Regions from separate parts of the Zea mays genome. Here all the other regions are linked to region 1. A link is a contact called in public Hi-C data. All regions are on one chromosome and are shown on one strand. The core of a region is the stretch at or near the end of the contact, and the rest is flanking DNA. Distances in the headings are between cores, read along the strand shown.

Region 1 (4,669 bases), core at 2,111-4,610:
AGAATGGGGTGGCACGGAGGTGGAGACATGAGGGGAGAGAAAATAAGTAGAATGGCGAACGAGGTGATGCCAACTGAGGCGAGGACCATTAGTATCGTGCGGAAGTATAGATGGCCAAATGAGCCGTGTCTCGCGAGCCGGCTCGAGGCACGACCCATTTAATAGTGACTGGGCCAACCCGGCACGAGCGTCGTGCGGTGCTTGGGTCGTAGCCTCGGCTCGTAGTGCTGGACCGAGGCCCGGGCCGACACGATTTTTTTTTATTTTACAAAAAATTATATATACATATATATAATTTATATTTAATATTATAAATACCTGAGCATGGTTAGATAACTCCGTTTAGTGTCTCCCACTCTTTATAAAAAGATAATGTAGGACGACCGTTAAAACTGGTGTTTCAAGTATAGTAGAGATTTAGCTAGCTTATTGTTATACAAGACGGCCGAGAGCCACGTTCCCCGCGGAGCCAGGCTTGTGTCATGCTAGACGTGGTGGCCCACATGGGAATGCCTTATCTCCCGATGCTCTTCAGTCTTCACTCAAAAACACCGGCGTAAGCCCATTCCGTATGGGCTCTATGAACCAAACTTGGCCCATGTAGTTGTGCGGGCTGGGCAAGGAAAAAAAAGAAGGCCACATCGTTTCCTTTCCTTTGTGGCCCAGTTATTGAGCCACCCTTGCTCTACCAGTCCCATCCCACTCCCACACATAGCGACCATCGACCAGGTTCAGTGTATCTAGATGTCCGAGAGTGGTTACTTCCTCTCCTCTTTCACGTAGCGACCAGGTTCAGGTTCAGTGCATCTGGACTCTAGATATGCGTTTCACTGTTATAACTGATATCCAGTGATGTCCCCTACCTACCTATACAAATCCAGAAAAAAACATCTCGCCACCTGAGCGCACTCTAAGCTCTAAGCTCGTCAAATCAAGAAAAAAAAACATCCCGGCAGATGCATCAGCAACGATAGATCTAGCTAGCGCACTCTAAGCTCGTCAACCCACATAAAAACCAGTACAAATTTTAAGCTCGTCAACCCACAGAAAAAGCACGTGATCTCTCGACAGCTCGACAGACTGATTGCTGCAGCAGCAGTGAATCCAGTCGTCTGACGTGGACACCCATTCCAACACGGCCAAGATTTGGACGAACCACACGGCCCGAGCACGTGGTGCCTAATCAATCTGACCACGCAAGTAACTGGGCAAACATGGCGGGCTAATCAGACGACGTAGGCGTTCAACTTCAAAGACACCCCCGTCTCGACTCTCGAATGCCTCCGGACCCGCGAGTAAAGAGAGACGCTTTCAAACATGACGAAAAGAAAAAAGAAAACAAGACCAGCCAAACATCAGTATAGTCCGTGTGCACATGTTTCAAAACTCAAAAGCAAAATCTAGTGTCTCCAGCACGCAGTGTAAAAATTGACTGGTACGTATAATAAAACGATTTGTTTTGTATATGCGTTTCAAAAATACGTAATGAAAATTTCGCTGTTCCCCTCCTATGTTCCAAAATTAATGGTAAGTCTATTTGGATCGGTATAACCGTTACCGGAATCGGTCGCTTTTTTGACGAGTGTTTTCTATCGGGCACTCGAATTCGGTAAAGTCCTCCTCTCGGTAACGACCACGTTTACCGAGAGCAGGACTCTCGGCATAGGAAGATACTTTGTTGAGTGTCAAACACTTGACGAACGACGGTGCTCGGCAAAGGACCGTTAGCAGCCGTCTATAGCTGACGGTCGTTATATTTGTCGAGCGCCGGACTTTAGCACTCGACAAATAAGCTACTTTGCCGAGTGCCTCAAACCTGAGGCTCGCAAACCATGCTTTGTCGAGTGCCACCATTAAACATTCGGCAAAGTATATTTTATTTTTTCCTTTTTTCCAACCAAACTTTTTTGTGGTATGTTTCTACACTATTTAAATTTACATGTTTCATTTTGGCACAATTATCAAAATGTTTGCTATAACTATTAGATTTTGTTCTTTTTAATTGAATTTACTCGGGTAATTCAGATTTGTACTGCAAGTCACTTGAAGAATGGAAAACCGTGAATACAAAAATGATATTCATGTTATTTAGCACAAGTTACGACCGATTTAAGAGCAGACCGGAATTTTTGAGCACCATACTCACGTAACATCACCGCGAACTTGCGATCAAGTTGTTTAAAAATTGTATAAAACCCAAACAAAGTCAAAAAAATCATAAAACTTGTCCACATGTCATGATATGTAGAGTCTGTGATAAAAAATTGAAAAATGTTTCATGATATTATATGTAGAGGTTGTGATGTATATGTGATATCTATGATGTATATGTAATATCTATGATTATTATGTGATATCTTTTATTTGTTTGGATGGAATATTAAAAACAAATAAAAAAGGTGTATACTGGTCACTTTGCCGAGTGCAACACTCGGCAAAGACCCTCTTAGCTGAGTGTCAAGGCCATAGCACTCGGCAAAAGAAGGAACATTTGGGCACCGATAAAGCCTCTTTGTCGAGTGCTACGACCCTGACACTCGACAAAAAAACAAGCTTTGCCGAGTGCCTCCTAGGACACTCGACAAAGAAACTGACAAAGGGGTTCGCCGATGAACTCGTTGCCGAGTGTCACCTAATACACTCGATAAATAAAATTATCTTTACCGAGTGTCATCTAGTAGACTCGGCAAAGGCGTCGTCTCCGTCACCAGCCGCCATGACGGCGCCTTTTCTTTGCCGAGTATTGGGCGACACTCGAAGCCCGATAATAAGTACTCGGCTAAGAAGCTGTTGCCGATATACAGTTCACAAAGCTATTTTTGTCGAATGTCACACTTGTCAAAACATTCGCTGAGTGTTTTTCAGGTTTTACCGAGTGCTTCAGACACCCGGCAAAGAGTCTTATTCTGGTAGTGAACTAAGAAGTCGTTTAAAATAGATTTTACTATTTTTTAAATCATGCGACAGGGAGTCTACGGAATCAAATATCATCTCGAAAGCACTTTGAATACGAGATCAAATTTTATATAGTAAACTTGCTGGTATGTGATTTGAATAACCGTTAGGCAAAGTTTATAAAATTTGGCTTGTTTATCTCTGATAAATGTCATAATGTAGGGGCATATTATAAGAAAGATAGCGCGAAAGGGTGGTCTTGAAAGACAGTATAAATTGCATGTAGTCGAACTTTACAACCATCAGCTAACAACTTTTAGCTGTTGTGATATAAAATCGATACTGTACTACTAGTAGATTTGTTATCAGATGTGATATCCAGTAATCATAGATTCGTACTCGTAAACAGTATAAATATATAAAATATAAATGGATGGATACATTTATTTAATGGCCCACGGATTAGTTAAACCCAAGTCCGATCCAAAACCCAATCCCTCCAGCGGCACATCCACCAACGCATCAATAATATTCCATGGATCCCAGCGGGGCCCTCCAATCGCCGTCCGCCACCTGGCGCCACTGGTCAATAACACAAGCGGCCGCCCGAGCGCTGACCTGCCGCGCCGCGTGGTCTCAGTATTTGCTGAGAGGAGTGGTGAGATTTGGGAAGCTGCGGCTCGACATTGCGTCCTGTGCTTTGCTTGCCGCGTCGTGGATCGTCGTCGCATGCGGAGCCAGCCAAGCTGGACACGGTGACGGAGATAGAGGCCGACATGGACGGCGTGCTCCAGCGATTCGACGTCGACCTCCTCCTCGACGGCCACGGCCACGGCGACGACAGCTTATGTGAGGAGCGGCGCTCTAGCTCCTCGATCCGGCTTTCGGATCGCTGGTTGCTCATGGCTGTTTCGGTGGGTGGATCCGTGTGTGTGCGTGCAGGTGGGAGCGAGCGGAGGAGCGCGAGCGGCGGCGGCGCGCAGGACAAGGCGGGCATCGACGGCGCGGTGAAGGAGCGGATCGCGCGGGCGCTGAGGATCTACAAGGACGCGGCGGGGCTCGACGGCGGGGCGCTGGTGCAGGTGTGGGCGCCGGCGCGGGACGGGGGCCGGCGCGTGCTGGCCACCCGGGGCCAGCCCTTCGTGCTGCCGCCGCCGCGGTGCCACCGCCTGTTCCAGTACCGGACGGTGTCGCTCGCGCACGCCTTCCCCGTCGGCGGCGCTGCCGTGCCCGGGGAGCGGGGCCTGCCGGGGCGGGTGTTCGACGCCGGGGAGCCCGAGTGGACGCCCAACGTGCAGTACTACGGCACCGGCGAGTACGCGCGCATCAGCTACGCGCTCATCTACGACATCCAGGCCGCGCTCGCGCTGCCCATCCTTGACCCCGCCACGGGGGCTTGCCTCGCCGTGCTCGAGCTCGTCACCACCTCGCCCAGGCTCCACTTCGCCGCCGACGTCGACAGGCTCTCCGAGGCGCTTCAGGTACCTCCTCTGCTCCAACTCTTTCGTCTGCCTAGCTAAGCTACCTGCCCCATCCATCGCCCAGTCTTGCTGCAGATGCAACAACAGCATACACTATTCGTCTAGTCCATGAAATGTGACCAAATAATGCGATCAAAACGGCGCAATTTCGTCCATTTGGTATTTGGATCTTCTGATCATATCATCTGCTTTCCAAACTCGTGTTCACGTCCATGCCAATGCAATGCAGGCTGTGGCGTTGAGGGGCTCCGAGATCTGCCGCCGCCCAGCACCCGAGGTGCGTGCCGTGCGAT
Region 2 (4,608 bases), core at 1,117-3,616, 310 kb after region 1:
CCTCAAATATAAAAGTTAGGCAAAATGTGGTAAGTTAGTCATCGAACCAAACATGAATGACTTGCACATTGTTCTCCCAAAGGTCTTGAATCCACCGACTGTTCCTTCAATCATCAGATTATTACATTTCCATTTGACAGTTTGACTCGATATGATCCAGAAGAACAGCAGCTAATGCAGCCTGTGCTGGAAAAGAGGGGGTGCTTATGTCTCCCAGTCAGCAACGGCTCTGTGCTGTGTTGTTTCCCATTGATTGATATTGCATGTTGTATCTTCCGTTCCAGGAGGCAAGCAGCGAAAGAAGTCCAAGCTACGGCAGCCTTGAGTCTGACTCGATCCCACAAGCGAGTGTCCGAGCCAGACGACATTAACCTAACAAATGTTTCCCTTCCCAGGAGAATGAGTCTCCGAGACGCGAGGGTGCGAAAGAGGCTGCGCTGGCTCATGAACTGTTAGACGAGGTAGCTCCAGCTTATTCGCTGCGGCTTTTATGGTGTGTTTGGTTGGTGGAGTCACTCTATGCTTCATGAGGTGATGCATCATAATTTTATTCCATTAATTTTGGTGGAATCAACCCACTCCTTATTGGGGTGTTTGGTTTGAGGAATCACTTCATCCAAAATATAGTGGTGCATCATGGGTCCATTCCTCAAATTTGGTGGGATGACCTCATTCCTCATATTAGTACTAACTAACTAACTATAATGAATGAGGTGATGATGGATCAACTCATTCCATTCCACAAACCAAACAAAAAAGTGAGGAGTGAGAAGATAATGGACTAGCTCATTCCTCAAACCAAACAGCCTATATGTATATACTAATTATTAGCTTATGAGGAATGAGGCGGTGATGGATCAACCCATTCTATTCCACAAACCAAATAAAAAAAAGTGAGGAGTGAGAAGAAGATGGATCACTTCATTCCTCAAACCAAACACACTATTAATGTGGCTACGGATTCTATATTATTCTGTCTCTAGTCCGAACAACTATTGTGGCTATAGGGCAGCCGAACGAGGTAACTCGGGAGCAATGGCGCTAATGCAAGTGCAAAGTTTTGAGATGCAACCGCATGCTAGATTCTGACACATCTCCTGGGTTTCCCAAAATTTCCTGATTTGAATAATTTAAATAATGTGCTGCTTCGTCTAGCATTGGATTATCGGATATGCTGCTCTGCTCGACGATGAACAACCTCGGTGGGGGCAGGTGGACTGTGTCGGTGTCACGAAAACAATGCTGCGACTGCGACCGAACCTGAGATGAGATGCTTTGAATTCGTAAATAAACCGAGACGAACTATAATTTGGAACGGACCACGTGAGCTAGGAAAAGGATGAACGGGAAACTTTTTGTTTTTTACGCTCCAGGCCGGACACGGACAGCCGACCGGCCGTGAACCTTGACGATCGGCTCGGCGGCGAGGGGAGCTCGATCCGACCCGAGCGCACGCGCTGGACGTACGACGACGAGCACCGTACGCTCGGCTCAGTTGTGGTTCCACGACGGGCCGGACGGCGGGGTGTGAGCGCGGCCGCCGACCGTCGTACTCGCTGCCCGGTGGCGGTGACCGCCGTCCTGCGCCCGCGCAACAGTAGCGGCGCCACCGTTACTCGCCCCCTCGCGCACCGGCCTGATGGCGCCGCCGCACGGCGCGCGGAGGAGCACGAGCACGAGGAGCGCGGCGACGAGTGCCACGGCCCGCTGCGGCGGGACGCGCAGCGGCGACGACGACGGCGAAGAGGCTTCCGCCATGGCGTACGAGCGAGCGACGAACGGTGTGATGGGCCGGCCCGGCGGGTAGTCGAGCGAAAGTAAAGGGTCGGGACCGGAGCTGGGCGGCTGGCCGGGCGCCGCTGCCAGCGGTGAGTGGGTGGAGATGGTCGAGAGGTGGATGGAGTATGGACCGGTTCTCGGGTGCCCTGTTGGTTGGCAGAGTTAGAGTGTGCTCCTCTGCTCCTGCTTCCTGGCGTGGCGTGCATGTGTATGGCGTGGCTAGACAGCTAGACCCAGACCAAGACCATGCAGTGGGATTGTGGGAAACTGGGTCTGGGAGTGCACAAGCGGCCGTACGTGTCTCGCGGGCCGAGCATGCACGCATCTTGGTCAGCAGCTAATCTGATGTTTTTTAGCAAATGAATGCCGACTGTCAACTCAACTGAGCAGCACAAGCTGACAGTTTGGTGGGCCGTGATCAACGCTAGATCTCAACCCCACGCATCCAGTCCGGTCCAGCCCGACTGCACGTTTCATTTGGGCTGCTCCGGTCCGGTCCAACCCGACTGTCAACTCAACAGAAGCAGAAGCTTTCTCACTAGTACAGATGGCAACGGCCAACGGGTAACCACCGAGTATTACTATCCCAGACTCGTACGGAAAAACAGCCCAGTGTATTCCTCTGCCTCCACCCACATGGCGCTCCAGGCGCAGCAGCAGGCCACCCCGTCGCCGACGCGCGACAGGGCGGGCAGCGGCGAGTGGCTGGCCGACACGGAGAAGCTCCCCGGCGCCGCCGCGTCCCCGGAGGACGTCGTCGTCGCCTCCACGCACCACGCCGCCGCCGCCGCCAGGTACGTGCCGCCGCGCGCCACGTCGCACACCGCCGAACCGAACCCTGGCCGCGGCGGCGGAGGCGGGTGGTACTCGTGGAACGGCGGCCGTCGCGCTCGCCACGATCCGCCCGCGCCGCGGCGGCAGCAGCCCGCGAAGACGCCCCCGCCCGCCCCGCCTCTGCCTGCGGCTCCCCCTCCCCCTCCCGCTGCCTCTCCGGCTCCAGCTCCAAGGGCCCCGCCTCCTCACGCGCAGGTCAGGTCGGCCGACCGGGTCGTGCCCGCCATTCTGTCGCGCAAGCGCCGGGCCGCGGTGATGCAGCGCGCCGCGCTGCTGGCCAGGGCCGCCGCCGCGGGGCTCTGCCTCGCCGCGCTCGCCGTGCTCGCCTCCGACACTCGCAGGGGCTGGGCCCGCGACTCCTACAGCAACTACGCCCAGTTCCGGTACGCGCGCGCACACGAAATCCCCTTGATTCCTACGGCGCTCACTCGCCTCGCCTGCTAGGGTTTTCTATGTATAGCTTGGGTTGGCGACTCCGTTCACGCGTAAGCCATCCGTTCTGCTGCGTGCGCAGGTACTCGGAGGCCGTCAACGTCGTCGGCTTCCTGTACTCGGTGTTCCAGTTCGTCGCGCTCGCCGAGCTCATGAGGAGGAACAAGCATTTGATTCCCCATCCCAAGCGTGATCTCTTCGACTTCACCATGGATCAGGTGTGTGCCTGCTGCCTCGTGTCGTCTTTACCGCTCGCTCTTCGTAGGCTTGTTTACGGCTGTGCAAATGGTTGCCCTCCTTGCTATGATGTTACACCGAGGAAGAGGAATTGGTAGAAGTCGTCTTACTGAAGCACAGTATAGGCTTTTTAATCTGGTGGTGAAGGAGATGACTTACTTGTGATTGCTGATACACTCCTTGGTTAATTTATGCTCCCTCCATTTGCTGCCTGGATTGAAGTCGGCATGGTTAGTTCATCGCCTCTTCATATGATACGCACCAAATGCCTGCATTCTGATCGTCCTATCCTGTGCTAAACTTTGCGTCATCCAAATTTGTGATGAATATTTGTGGATGTTAATTGCTACTTATCTGAAGTTGAGTAGAGAATATTCAACATCAGCCTGGAAATAAAACCTAGCTTACTCTTGATACTTTATACATGAGGATCAGCAAGATCATTGGCATGTTCGACATATCTCATTTTCACGTTCATTGCATCCATGCTCAAATGTAAATTGAGTGAGTGAGCAATTGATGAGCATGAGCTTGCTTAGTTAATATGTCTTCACAACGAATATGTGCTCAAGTGCATAGAGTTACAAGACCATAATATTGGTGTGCAGCACCTTTACTGTGATGTCACTGTACTAGTGTCAATTATACTCCTTATTTTGTCAGTTACACAAACTTGATACTGCCTCCTTGTCACTTACATTTGAGGTGACATATCTCCATTCCTCCCTGTTTCTAAGCACGTGATAGCTAGTGCCAGAATTGACTTTGTGAAAGGTTAAATAGATAGTTTAGATGGCTAACTTCAACAAGTATCCCACAAACACAATAGTTTCAGGGTTGAAACTTGCAGTGTTATTAAGTCATTCAATTAATCACGGTTAGTAGTCCTAATCGCTACTCTGGACTCGACTAGGAGCTACAACCTGATTAGACTGATTACTTTTCTAGACATGTGATGACTAATCATGATTAGTCAGGCGGCTAGGGGGTGAGCAGCAAGAAACATATTGCAATTGCTGAGCAGCTGAGACATTGGGTGCATCTACTATGGCTGGAGCCACTTCGGTTTAAGTTTTTGGGATTAATTTTTTTGGACCAATTTGCAACCCTTCCCATCCTAACTGCTGCTGGTCTGCGAGGATGAGCTCACGATCATGGTACTTCCTCCATTCCTCCATTTTCTTGAGATCTTATTCCTGAATCTTGACTGCTGCAGTAGCGGTGTAGCAATTCCTGTTTGTTCTGCTTTTCTGCCATTTACTGATGTGTATGTCTACTGCTGCTGGTGGGTGCTGGCTTGTGTCTTGGCTGCTGCACTTGTGTAGA
Region 3 (4,826 bases), core at 1,281-3,780, 480 kb after region 1:
TTCGGTTCATTACTATGCTCCATGTGACTGAACCGCTATGTTTTGCACCCCAACCGGAGTGCCTACTGCTGTATCATCTTGTTTATTCTGTTGCTGCAGCGCCCTCTCGGCTTCCATCTTTCTGAATGCCGTGGAACTTATCTTGTCCCCCGTCGACTCCTCTGGCACCAGCTCTATCACCTCGATCTGCAAGATTTTAATAAACCACATGAGGGTTAGTTTCCCTCTCTCTCACTCTATAATAAAAACAACCATTGCAACCAAACCTGCAACTGAGTGAGCCCTCTCTCTGCTCTCTTCCTGTTGACAGCGTGTCCTCCCGGCAACGTCTCCTTGCTGCTCCAAGGTTCGCATACGATCAGCACCACTACTAAAGAGTAGACGGAGGGAGGGGGCAAAGCAAGAGCATCCCCGACCTGACAATGATGGCCTCAAGGCCTTGGTCAACGATGGATGGGCCGAAAGGGTCGACGATGGGCTCCACACGAACATCAAGGTCGGGCTTTATGAACTGCAGATGGAAAGAGCAGAGTTTTTTTTTGTCAAGTTGGAGCGAGGCAGCTGCATCATACGTACTACTTTGTTTCATCTAATATATAAGTTTTAATCGTCATTTAATTAAGGGTGCCTGTTGCTCATGTGCACGGGATTTACTGGAACAGGAGGATTACCTTAATATAATCCATGGCATTCTGCATCCGCTTCTCGATCGGTTGTATCAGGTCGGCGTACTGCAGGGAACAAAAGCAAAGCAGCCAAAGGGGAAAAGACGGCATCAAACTTCTCTACTACATAAGCAAAGTCAGTCTTTAGATTCTTCAGCTCACTTCTCTACGCCATGACCACCAATATGCAGCTCACATGCACATTTTGTAGACGGGGATATGCTGTTCCATTCAACCAGTGGTTAGTGGCTGACCGCCCAACCTACTAGACTCTATTCCCCCTACCAAACCTTTCAAATCTGAAAAAAAAACCTTTGAAATCTGGAACCCTGTCCATGTTCAATGAACCTGCATACGACCGTGAACCAGTAGTATGGTTTCCCACCACCTGAAACGCTAAACCCGGCCATTGTTCGATGATCATGACATGGGGCCATTATTTGGTGATCATGACATGGTTTTAGTGTTTGATGTCGACCTATTCCTGTGGACTGTGGTGCCTCTCAGCCGTCTCTGATTGCGCTAGATTACCACCACTCGTCAGCCCATACCCCCATTGGTTCGGTCCCATTGCGGTTGCGCTATAATTAGGGGGGCTGTTTGGATGCTAAGAATTAGCCACCTAATCTGCTAAAAGTAGCCAATAACCAAACTATTAGCTGCGTTCAACTAATTTTAGCAGCTAACTGTTAACTGTAGTGCATTTGAACACCGGTGTTTAGATGCAGAGATAATAGTTCTTTGATAAAAAAATTATTAGTCGAATTAGCTAGTTTGCTAAAGAAAAGCTAATAGTTAAACTACTAGCTAGACTGTTTAGATGTCTTTGATTAATTTTAACAGCTACTCTAGTGCATCCAAACATGGTAGCATAGTTTGAGACCGCAAGCCATCCTACCTACCTCCGTTCAAAGTTCCAAATCGAGGCTACAGACTTGAGACGGCTTGGCTTGCAATTTGAAAGGGAGCGGCCGAGCGAGCATGCGTTGATGGGGATCACATGTGGAACATGCAGCTGGGGCGTGTGTGTGGGTTGAGACGTCTGACGTCCCGGGATTTTAAAAAGCCTGACGTTGCTGTGGCATCCGCTGCGCGGCATGCAGGGACGCGATGGTCGGGGTTTGTTTTAGCGTGGAATAAGCAATGGCGTGATCGGGCTCTATGCAAGCGTGCTTGCGTCGATCGGGTTTGGATTAGAAGCGAGAGTGTATTGTCGGATGCATCCGGCCAGTTGGCGCGAAAGCTGACCTGTTTCTTGGCGAGCATGGGGCCGTCGCAGACGCCGACCACGATCCTCTCCCTCGCCAGCTCCGCTGCCGCCTGCCACAACGTGGATTCTTTATATGTTTTCGGAAGAGAAAGGGGGACGAACCGAGGAAACGGGAAAATCATCGTTGTTAGGAATAGATTAGTAAAAACCAGAATAAACAAACACACACACACAAAAAGAAAGAAAGAAAAGAAAGGAGGGGAATCGAAGGATCAGCTGAAGTTTCAACGCTTCGAACACACACAAACGCGCACACGCAGGCAGCGAAAGAGACGACGACGATTGGACTGTTATGCCCAAGAGTGGAGACCTTGTTGCCCGTACCGTACCTTCAGGAAGAGATGGTGGCCCTGGTGCAGGCGGTCGAAGGTGCCGCCGATCACGACGGCCGCGTAGCCGGCCGGTGGCTGCCGTCTGCCCCCGGCCTCCTCCTTCACGGCGCCTTCGCCGATGACGCTGGCGGAGGCGTCAGCCACCGTGCCCACGGCCGGCCCTTTCTCCACCGCTCCTGACCCCTCCTCCATGGCCATGGCGCGCTCCGGCCGAACAAACAGGCGCGCGGCCGGGTTTTTGGCTGGTTGGTCAGTGGCGTCGCGGCCTCGCGGGTGCGTGCGCCTGGTTTTGAGGCTGCTCTCCTCCTACTCCTGAGTCCTGACCTGTCCGCCTGTTCACTGATAGGTGGGTCCGGTTCAGCCTACAAAGGGCCTCGTCCTACTTGTCCTCGGTAACAGAGCCACGACTACACGCCAGCCTCGACCTTGACGGGGCTACCGGCCAGAGTGACTATGTGTTCTAAATTTTACAATATAAGATAGTGACAATGTGTTCTAAATTTTACAATATAAGATATAAAATTAAATCAGATTAAAATCGAGAACTATTTATATTTATTTTTAAATTAAAAATTATTTAGAGTTCTACTATTTTACAAAGAAGCATTTAAATCCAATCCATTATCACTCCTAGCTAAGCGGCTACCTAGTGGTGCTATGCAGCTTGAGGTCAAGAAGGCGATGCACGCACAGACGCACTAGACCTAGCAGTGGCAGGGAGTAGAGATGGAACACGATTCTCGTATAGAATAGAACAGCGAGACATGGAATCGCGCACCCCGGTACCGGTTCGTTCCACTGCGAGCCGGGATGGATGCAGCGTGCTCCACCACAGTGGCATACCACACCCATCCATACTCAAAAGCGCTGTACAATGGCTGCGAGCCGGGAGTGTTCGGCCGCTCAGCCCAGCGCAGCAGCGCTGCCACGGCTGCGGAATCGCTGTACAATGGCTGCCTCACAGCGCTGCAACCAGCCAGCGAACAGGCTCAAACAAAGCAAGCATACAGTATCTCAATAACCTCAGGCAAACATCTTTGGGAGCCTACCATCAGATTTTCTGAGTGGCAAAGAAACACCTATCCATTCTCAGAACAGAGTAACAGACCAAACACAGATAGATTCGACGGCCCTGCCTGTTGGTCATGACACCTCGACCGTGGAGCAGACCTTGAGGAACTCGTCGATCTTGGCGGAGTACACGTGGGGGAAGCTCCGGTAGTGGTCCACGTGCGGCGACGAGACGAAGTCGTGGGCGAACACGCTGCGCCCGAGGGACCTCTGCGACTCCACGAAGCGCTCCACGCACTCCGCCGGGATGACTCGGTCGGCCGAGCTGTACAGGTAGAACTGCGGGCAAGGAGGCTGCTGCTCTGAAAGCACCGAGAGAACCTTGCACAGCCGCCTGCAACAGTGTCAGATAGCGGAACAGGCGAACGGCGTACAGTAGTAGATCTGGGGAAAAGAAGATAAGGTCTACAGCTACAGTACAGGAATGCTTAACAGGAGAAGCAAGAAATGGATTCCATGAGTTTGACCCAGAGCCTGGGTTGGATACAGCCAGCTAAGGACTTGTTCGGTTATTCCCAATACACATGGATTGAATAAAATTGAAAAAAATTGAGAAAAAGTTTAACTTGTTTGGAATTCAAATCCATCCAATCCCACTCAATCCACATGGATTGAGAGCTAACCGAACAAGCCCTAACAGTTAGGTGCTAAAAATTAGCTAGGATGGATTCCAAGCAGGCCCAGCTAAGAAAGACATCAACTAACAGTTAACTGGGCATCCAGCTAACAATTGTTTGGATAGCAGGTAACTGGAAGTCGATCGACCGAAACACACTCAACTGATAAAGTATTAGCAACTAGCTATTAGTTAGGCAATTAGTAACAGACATGGTTACGGTTGATAAAACAACACTTTCACCACAGAAGCTCTTATTGCCCCCCCCCCCCCCCCCTCTGGCCTTTTTTGACCCACTGTTTGATTCAACAACTGATACACGCTTGTTCTCCTCTTAAAAGAACCTATGGTTTTTTTGTTTGATGAGTCTTCTGAGGATTTGATATCACATTTTTTTAACTAAATACCCACCCCAACCCAAAAATAAAACAGCAAAAATAGTTGATGAGCGCTGGCAGGCACAGGGTAGTTCATGGCACTTAAGTAGAGCAGCGATTCATAACTGTAACTGCACTTACTTGTTTACATCAGGTACGTAAAGAACAATCTCGAAGAATTTCCGCAGAGTTGACAGGAGAAAACATTCACCCCATGAAGGTTGCGTCACATTGGAGCCAACTCTGTTCAAGGTGCCATTTACAACAGGCCCATCAAGAGATTCAGTCGTAGGACCAGTCATGGAACTGCTTTTCTTTAACATTGCAGCAGAGAACCCGGCCGCCCAGACCTGAGTTCAACGTAAAAATGAGAACTTCCATGCAAGCAAGCTTCGGTGCATAGAATGCCATGCAGAAAGCATGGTAGACAACCACAGTACAGGATAAAAAGATGATAAGGATATAAAATATCTACTTGTAAATGTATGGAGGATC

Evidence for each region. A called contact is a pair of places that touch in the nucleus more often than the background predicts.
Region 2: a contact with region 1 is called in a Hi-C map of ear, with 2.4 times the contacts expected there. The contact joins the promoter of LOC100284695 here to the promoter of LOC100383982 in region 1. A contact is called at or near these places in 2 of 25 Hi-C or Micro-C datasets (ear and tassel).
Region 3: a contact with region 1 is called in a Hi-C map of leaf mesophyll, with 3 times the contacts expected there. The contact joins the promoter of LOC103626591 here to the promoter of LOC100383982 in region 1. A contact is called at or near these places in 4 of 25 Hi-C or Micro-C datasets (ear, leaf, leaf mesophyll and 1 more).

Annotation. Positions count from the first base shown.
Region 1 is chr5:78,780,589-78,785,257 of Zm-B73-REFERENCE-NAM-5.0, reverse strand. LOC100383982 reads left to right here and starts at 3,360. Exons shown (of 5, transcript XM_008645913.4): 1 at 3,360-3,744; 2 at 3,838-4,376; 3 at 4,606-4,653. The coding sequence starts at 3,672.
Region 2 is chr5:78,471,804-78,476,411 of Zm-B73-REFERENCE-NAM-5.0, reverse strand. It overlaps LOC100284695 (UL36 tegument protein), which reads left to right and starts at 2,366. Exons shown (of 3, transcript NM_001196801.1): 1 at 2,366-2,996; 2 at 3,128-3,263. The coding sequence starts at 2,416.
Region 3 is chr5:78,301,852-78,306,677 of Zm-B73-REFERENCE-NAM-5.0, reverse strand. LOC103626591 (phosphopantetheine adenylyltransferase-like) reads right to left here and starts at 2,530. Exons shown (of 6, transcript NM_001329681.1): 1 at 2,265-2,530; 2 at 1,914-1,985; 3 at 672-731; 4 at 417-511; 5 at 267-336; 6 at 1-186. The coding sequence starts at 2,465. The coding sequence ends at 13. It overlaps LOC100191344, which reads right to left. Exons shown (of 4, transcript NM_001136778.1): 3 at 4,473-4,681; 4 at 3,227-3,672. The coding sequence ends at 3,411.